Regions from separate parts of the Macaca mulatta genome. Here region 2 is linked to region 1. The links are chromatin contacts, called in public Micro-C maps. All regions are on one chromosome and are shown on one strand. The core of a region is the stretch at or near the end of the contact, and the rest is flanking DNA. Distances in the headings are between cores, read along the strand shown. Region 1 holds the start of C13H2orf50 (chromosome 13 C2orf50 homolog). Region 2 has its middle 9.1 kb from the start of PDIA6.

Evidence for each region. A called contact is a pair of places that touch in the nucleus more often than the background predicts.
Region 2: a contact with region 1 is called in a Micro-C map of CD4 T cells, with 17 times the contacts expected there. The contact joins the enhancer-like site here to the promoter of C13H2orf50 in region 1. A contact is called at or near these places in 7 of 14 Hi-C or Micro-C datasets (CD4 T cells, blood, fetal cortex germinal zone and 4 more).

What each region holds. Positions count from the first base shown.
Region 1 is chr13:113,700,489-113,703,979 of T2T-MMU8v2.0, forward strand. It overlaps C13H2orf50 (chromosome 13 C2orf50 homolog), which reads right to left and starts at 1,597. Exons shown (of 4, transcript XM_077960138.1): 1 at 1-1,597.
Region 2 is chr13:113,991,757-113,995,247 of T2T-MMU8v2.0, forward strand. No RefSeq gene overlaps it. Among named protein-coding and RNA genes, the nearest start is that of PDIA6, 9.1 kb to the right of the region's middle. Within about 2 kb of position 1,980, at least 2 of the 40 cell types and tissues checked have an H3K27ac peak or open chromatin away from gene starts, as enhancers often do.

The DNA.
Region 1 (3,491 bases), core at 347-2,846:
GAGGCTAAATATCTCCACTGAGTTTTTTTTTTAGACGGAGTCTCACTCTGTTACCGGGGCTGGAGTGCAGTGGTGTGATCTTGGCTCACTGCAATCTCTGCCTCCCAGGTTCAAGCGATTCTCCTGCCTCAGCTTCCCGAGTAGCTGGGAAAACAGGTGTGCACTGCCACACCCAGCTAATTTCTTTCGTATTTCTAGTAGAGACAGGGTTTCACCATGTTGGCCAGGCTGGTCTCGAACTCCTGACCTCAGGTGATCCACCCACCTTGGCTTCCCAAAGCGCTGGGATCACAGGTGTGAGCCATGGCGCCCGGCTGGAGATTGGTTCTTAAAAATTAAAATATAATTTAAAAACCATTTCAGACCGAGAGTTGATAGAGGGCTGGACTGATGGGTGACAAAACAAATACAATACAACGTAACTGTAGAATCTAGGTGGTGGGCATATGGGTGGGCATATGCTGGGTGTCTGAAAAACTTCAAAATAAAATGTTGAGGGGAAAAAAACACCTCACCTGCCAGTCCAGGTCAGTCACTGCCAGTCTCTTTTCACATGTCCTTATCCCTGGAAAAACATCCAAATTCACTCTGGGTGCGCCTCAGTGAGCCCCAGCCTGGGAGGACCCACGCCGCCCTGCCCCTCCCGCAGCTCTAAGGCTGGCCTCACCTGGGGATCAGGACACCGGGTTCCAGTCCCTGCTCTGCCAGTGACTTGCTCTGTGCCCTTGAGCGAGGGCTCAGGGCACAGCCCACATTTTGTGGTCTAACTTTACATGAGACTTACCAGGGGAGCACAAGAATCCCTGCCTTTGGGAGGTTGCTGGAGTTGTCTTTGAATGGGTTTTCCTCAACCCTAAAAGGCTTAGCAAGTTCAGGGCCTTCAGCTGGGCGAGGAGAACGTTCCAGCCCAGGCAGCCACAGGGTGGCCCCACCAGCCCGGGAGCAAGGACACCTGCGATTCACAGAGCGCGACGAGGCTCCGCCCTGCGAACCAGCCCCGCCTACTTCCTGTCGGCCCCGCCCCTTCCCGGGTCGGGGAGCGAGGGAGGGTCCCGAGCTCCGTCCAGCTCCGCGGGCGCAGAGCCCAGGGGCCCCGGAGCTTGGGAGCCCGCGGGAGAGAGCTGAAGGGGCGGATCCGTGGGAGGTGAAGGCAGGGGAAATGCGTGTCTGCATTTTTTAATTTGCAGGGGATATTTTCTGTCCCTTTTGTCCCCGAAGCCTCTGCTTTTTGGATGAAAAGTTGGCTTTACTACCCTCTCTCTCCTTCCCGCGCGCACACACCTTGGAGGCGTCATACCAGGCGGTGACCGCAGAGGAAGCATCCAGCGCCACAATTCTTGCCTTGTCAGCTGCTCCCGCCAAGTCCCCAGAAAGCTCCCGGTTCATCAGAACAGCAACATTAAAGGAAGGCCCAATTTATCTATGGAAAAATCTGCTCCGGCCTTCCTCTTGTAGCCCCAACCGTTTTCACTTATAAGTAGCCGCTTTGGGTCTAACTGTTGGTTCTACAGTTGCTGTCAATGTGCCCACCATTTTGTACTCAGCTTAAAATTGTTTGTTTGTTTGTTTGTTTATTTATTTATTTATTTAGAGGCAGAGTCTCGTTCTATCACCCAGGCTGGAGTGCAGTGGGACACGATCTCTGTTCACTACAACCTCCACCTCCTGGGATCAAGTGATTCTCCCGTCTCAGCCTCCTGAGTAGCTGGGATTATAGACGTGCGCCACCATGTTCGACTAATTTTTGCATTTTTAGTAGAGACGGGGTTTCGCCATGTTGGCCAGGCTTGTCTTGAACTCTTGACTCAAGTGATCTGCCCAACTTGGCCTCCCAAAGTGCTGGGATTACAGGCGTGAGTCATCATGCCTGGCCAAAAAAATTGTTTTTAATGTATCAGCAACATCTTTTCATGTTTCTCTTTACAATTTTTTTTTCTTTTTTGAGACAGGGTCTTAACTTTGTCACCCAGACATGGTCATAGCTCATTGCAGCCTCCATCTCCCTGGGCTCAGGGGATCCATCTCAGCCTCCCAAGTAGCTGGGACCACAGGTGCTTTATAAGCTTTACACATCTCATTGTAGCCAGTTTCTTAGAGTTGATGCACCATAATGTGTTTAACTAAATTTTTCTCTTCTTGGACATTTAGATTTTGTTCAGGTTTAGCACCAGCTGTGATAAGGGTCTTCAAGCCTCTGCTTCCTGCTGTGGAATTGTTGCCACAGGACACATTCCCCGATGGGATTACTGAGTCAGAGGAAGTGGACGTTGAGTGGCTTTCAACAGACAGGCTGTGTTGCTCTCATGGTGTCCATGCAGGTACCACCAGCAATGTGTACACATACAGGAAGCGCCGGCTTCCGTGTAGTCTTGTTGCCATGGCGTGTTGGGGTCTCTGAGACCACCCTGGGTTTGACGATTGGCTAGGAAAACTCGCAGGACTCAGCATACAGTGATACTCAAGGCTATGATGTATTACGACAACAGGACATGAAGCAAAATCAGCAAAGGAAAAAGGCACGTGGGTCAAGTCCAGAGGAAAGGGAGTGTGAGGGTCCAAGACCCTGTCACACGCTGGACGCACTCACTTCCCCCAGCAGTGTGTTGGGACAACACATGTGGAATGTCATCTGTCAGGGACACTCACTAGAGATTTGGCACCGAGGATTTTACTGCAGGCTAGTCACAAAGGCACCCTCTGCCTAGCATGTACCGAAATTCTGGACTCCCAGTACGAAGACATAAACCACAGTGTTTACACGGTTTAGGGGCAGTGAGCTGTTCTTATCCGGGAAGGGTGGGAACACTCCCCAAGTCAATTTCCCAGATACCAACCAAGGGCCAACCTTGCAAGCAGTCCTTGCTAAAGATGACATTGCTATAATTTGTATTTCTTTCATTTTTCTTTTGAGGGTAAATCATGTCGGTATAAAATAATGAGACGGGACTGGGCCATCCGAAGGTTCATTCACTGTCAAGGCTGGAGGTTGATGCCAGCTGTCGGCTGTGACCTCAGGTGGGTCTGGCGGCCAGCTGGGGCCCCTCCGTGTGGCTTGGGCTTCTCTCCAATGTGAAGTGGCTGTGTTTCAAGGATGAGGAACTGACAAAGAGGGAGCCAGGTGGAAGCTGTGTCACCTTTTCTATCCTAACCACAGAAGCCACCCTGTGCCACTTCTACCACGTTCTGTTTATTAGAAACAAGTACAAATACTGGCCCATATTCAAAGGGAGGAGAATTAAACTCCACTTTTAATGGGAGAAGGATCAAATAATTTGCAGAGGTTATTTAAAACCATCACAAACAGATTTGGCATGTTTAGGCATTTATTCTACACACACACAAAAAAGATACAAATGTGCAAAGTTACTTGAGACTATTTTCTGCTGTATTATTTGTGTTAGTAAAAAAAAAAAAAAAAGGGGGAAACAATCTAAATGTCCATCAAGGGCCAGGTGCAGTGGCTCATGCCTGTGATCCCAGTACTTTGGGAA
Region 2 (3,491 bases), core at 730-3,229, 290 kb after region 1:
GCAACTGTCCCCTCCCAACTCCCAGCCCTAGACAGCCACAAACCTACTTTCTGTCTCTATAGACTTCCTAGTTCCGAACTTGAATATGAAAGTAATCGTGGTTATTTTGTGTCCGGCTTCTTCCACTTAGCATAATGTCATCAAGGTCAATCCATATCATGGTATGCCACTGTGCTTCCTTCCTTTTAATGGCTGAATAATATTTCCGTTGTATAGACATGACACATCATTTCGTTTATCCATTTGTCAGGTGATGAACATTTGAGTTATTTCAGCCTTTTGATTATGATGAATAATGTTGCTAAAACATTCCTGTATGTGTTTTGTGTGGACATGTGTTTTCATTTTTCTTGGGCACCTAGGCACTGAACAGATTTATTTCCTTCTTCCTAACCCTCTCCCACTTTATTCTGAAGTTCGTATGAGCCAAAGCAAGGATTGGAAGAAATTTTAGAAGTAACCTCCTGGAAGTCCATGAATTAGCAGCAGTGAGAGGCTAGAGGCCTAACAAAGAATTGGGAAGCAGCTGCTGTATCCCAAGCAGCAAATGTCAGTGTGGATGGGGAAGAGAGAGAATCATTCTGTGGCAGGAGAACTTGGCTGCTGACAATGAGACTGCACCCTTGGGATTTGTCCCTTGGATTCTTTGGCAGCCAAGCTCTAACCTCTGAAACACAAGAAAAAATGAGCAAGGTGATTTGTGCAGGCCACCTCTACATCTGAAGAAAGGAGTCATAGCAAATGATCCACCACTATCTAGTCCCAGAGTGGATTAATACAAACCACCCCAAGACCCTGGGGTACTCTAAGATTGGCCCCAGACAAGCCATGGGGATACAGCACAGAAAAACTGTCCATGGCCTATATCAAAGATGCAGCTAGAGACCAGGCATCGTGGGAGGTTCACAAAGGGGAGGCCTTGTCTTGTCCGCGGGAAGCTATGCTCACAGCTTGTCTCCCCAGACTTGCTAGAGAGGCCACATCCATAACAAAGGCTCAGACCTCACGTTTGGAGTGGCCACCATATGTTTTGGTTTTAGCTTTGCCTAGAAGCCTTGCAAATTGTTTAGTAAAGCCAGGCCAGAGCATATATCCAAATGCTACTGCATCGATCCCAAGCTACCTATTTGACTTGTTAGATGGCACAGAGGGTGGAGATATTATCACTCTACTAAGTGCCTCCATATCAATGAGTCCCAGAAAGGAGCATGTGCCCACTTAACCCCCTTTGCTGTGCTACATTAAAAATCATTTATGGCCGGGTACAGTGGCTCGCGCCTGTAATCTCAACACTCTAGGAGGCCGAGGTAGGCTGATCACTTGAGACCAAGAGTTCAAGACAAGCCTGGGCAACATGGTGAAACCCCATCTCTACAAAAAATACAAAAATTAGTCGGGCATGGAGGTACATGCTTGTAGTCCCAGCTACTTGGGAGGCTGAGGTGTGAGGATCACTTGAGTCCAGGAGGTTGAGGCTATAGTAAGCTGTGATCATGCCACTGCACTCCAGCCTGGGCAACAAACTCTGTCTCAAAAAAATGTAAATAAAAAATTTTTTTAAATCATTGATTTAAGGCTGGGTGTGGTGGCTTAAGCCTGTAATCCCAGAACTTTGAGAGGCTGAGGTGGGAGGATCGCTCGAGCCCAGGAGTTCAAGACCAGCCTGGGAAACATAGTGAGGTCCTGTCTCTATAAAAAAATAAAACATTACCCGGCCATAGAGGCATGTGCCTGTGGTCACAGTTTCTTGCAAGACTGAGGCAGGGGGATCACATGAGCCTAGGAGGTCACAGCTGCAGCAAGCCATAACTGTGTCACTGCACTCCAGTCTGGATGACAGAATGAGACCCTGTCTCAAAAAATATATATATATTTATTATTGCCCTTGGATAGAATCTTTAAATTCACAGAAACACTTAGAACCCTGTAGAGAGAGAAGTGCTGAATTGCAAGTTCTCCAACAATGCTTCCTCTTTCTAGATGTTTGCTCAGCATCAATTCAGATACTGCTGAATAGAAGGTAACACCCAACCACACAGCCAGAGGCCTCCTGGGGAAATGGGGGACTGCTGTCCCCTAACCCCTCTTTCTCCTGCCTCTACCCCTTGGCTTCACAGTGATTATTCATTTTTTAACGCTCATATGCTGGGTGCCTGTTGCCTGTGTCAGGGGCACGCTGTCAGTCCCTACAAACAGGTAAAACTGATTAACTGAATCTTGCCCTCCACCGGCTTACCGCGCAACAGTAGAGACTGAAAGCAACAGATGAGGGTGAGCTTTGGAAGAGCTGATGAGGCCATGATTAATTTCAACTGAGAGGTAAGAGAGGAGGAAGGAGGGATGTAGATTTCAGCTGGGTCATAAAGGATGGGCAATATTTCAACAACAGAAAAGTGAGACGAGGGCATTCCAAAGCTCTGAAGGCTGTTTTAAAACACAACCTGAAAATTCTGTCGCTATCTTCTCACTGGGAGGTAGAATCCACTCCCCCTCCCCTTCATCCTGGGCCCAGCGACCTGCTTAACCAGGGTCAGTTTCCAAACCCAGGTCTTGAAGTGGCAGCTTCCTCTTCCTGACTCTTAGGATGCTCACTCTCAGAGCACAGCTTACAGAGGAGAGAAGACACCCCCAGTATCCAAGAGAAGAGACCTCCAGGAGAAGCTTGTGCGGGTGTGCCGACCACCAGCCCCAGTGGAGGTCCCAGCCAACATCAGCTCTGACTTCCAGCCATGTGAGTGAGCCGGCCCAGCTCCCTGGCTTCGTGCTACCCCAGCTGGTGCCACTGATACAGGAGGTAGAAAGAAATTATTTAGACAGATAGTGAGGGCAAAAGAGTCCTCGACAGAACTTCCCTTCTAACAAAAAACAGCTCAAGAAATTATTTTTTTCCTAACCAAGAATAGCCTGAAAAATCAAACCACAGACACAGATAAACAAAGAAAACTAGAAAAACTAGAAACTTACACAGGGAAATGCCAACGACATCGATAGAAAAGAGACTACCTGGGGGCCGGACGTGTCCACCATGGAAGTTCCATCTTCCCCTTCTTTGTTAACACGTGTACAGTAAAAAATAAATGGGCAACATGACACAACTCAGACTGAAAACCCACCTACATAATAAAATACTGGGGTGGGAGTTGCCAGAAATGTACACCCTATACAAATGGCACACCTGGTCCTAATCAATTTTTCATGCCCTTTGTAGATCAGACACCGCCTCCCCCCCAACTCATCTATAAAACACCCCACATTTAACCACAGTTCAACAGCCCATTTTTCCGGGACCCTTCTCTATAACAGACAGCTATTCTCTCTCTTTCACCTATTAAACTTCCGCTCTTAACCTCATTCTTTGTGGGTCCATGTCTTTAATCTCCATGACCACGAGACAATGAACCACGGGTATTACCCCAGACAACGAGGCCACTTCATCATGCCAAGAACGCCTCTGGACTTCAGTGTCTCCCTAGGTAAAGTGAGACTAGTCA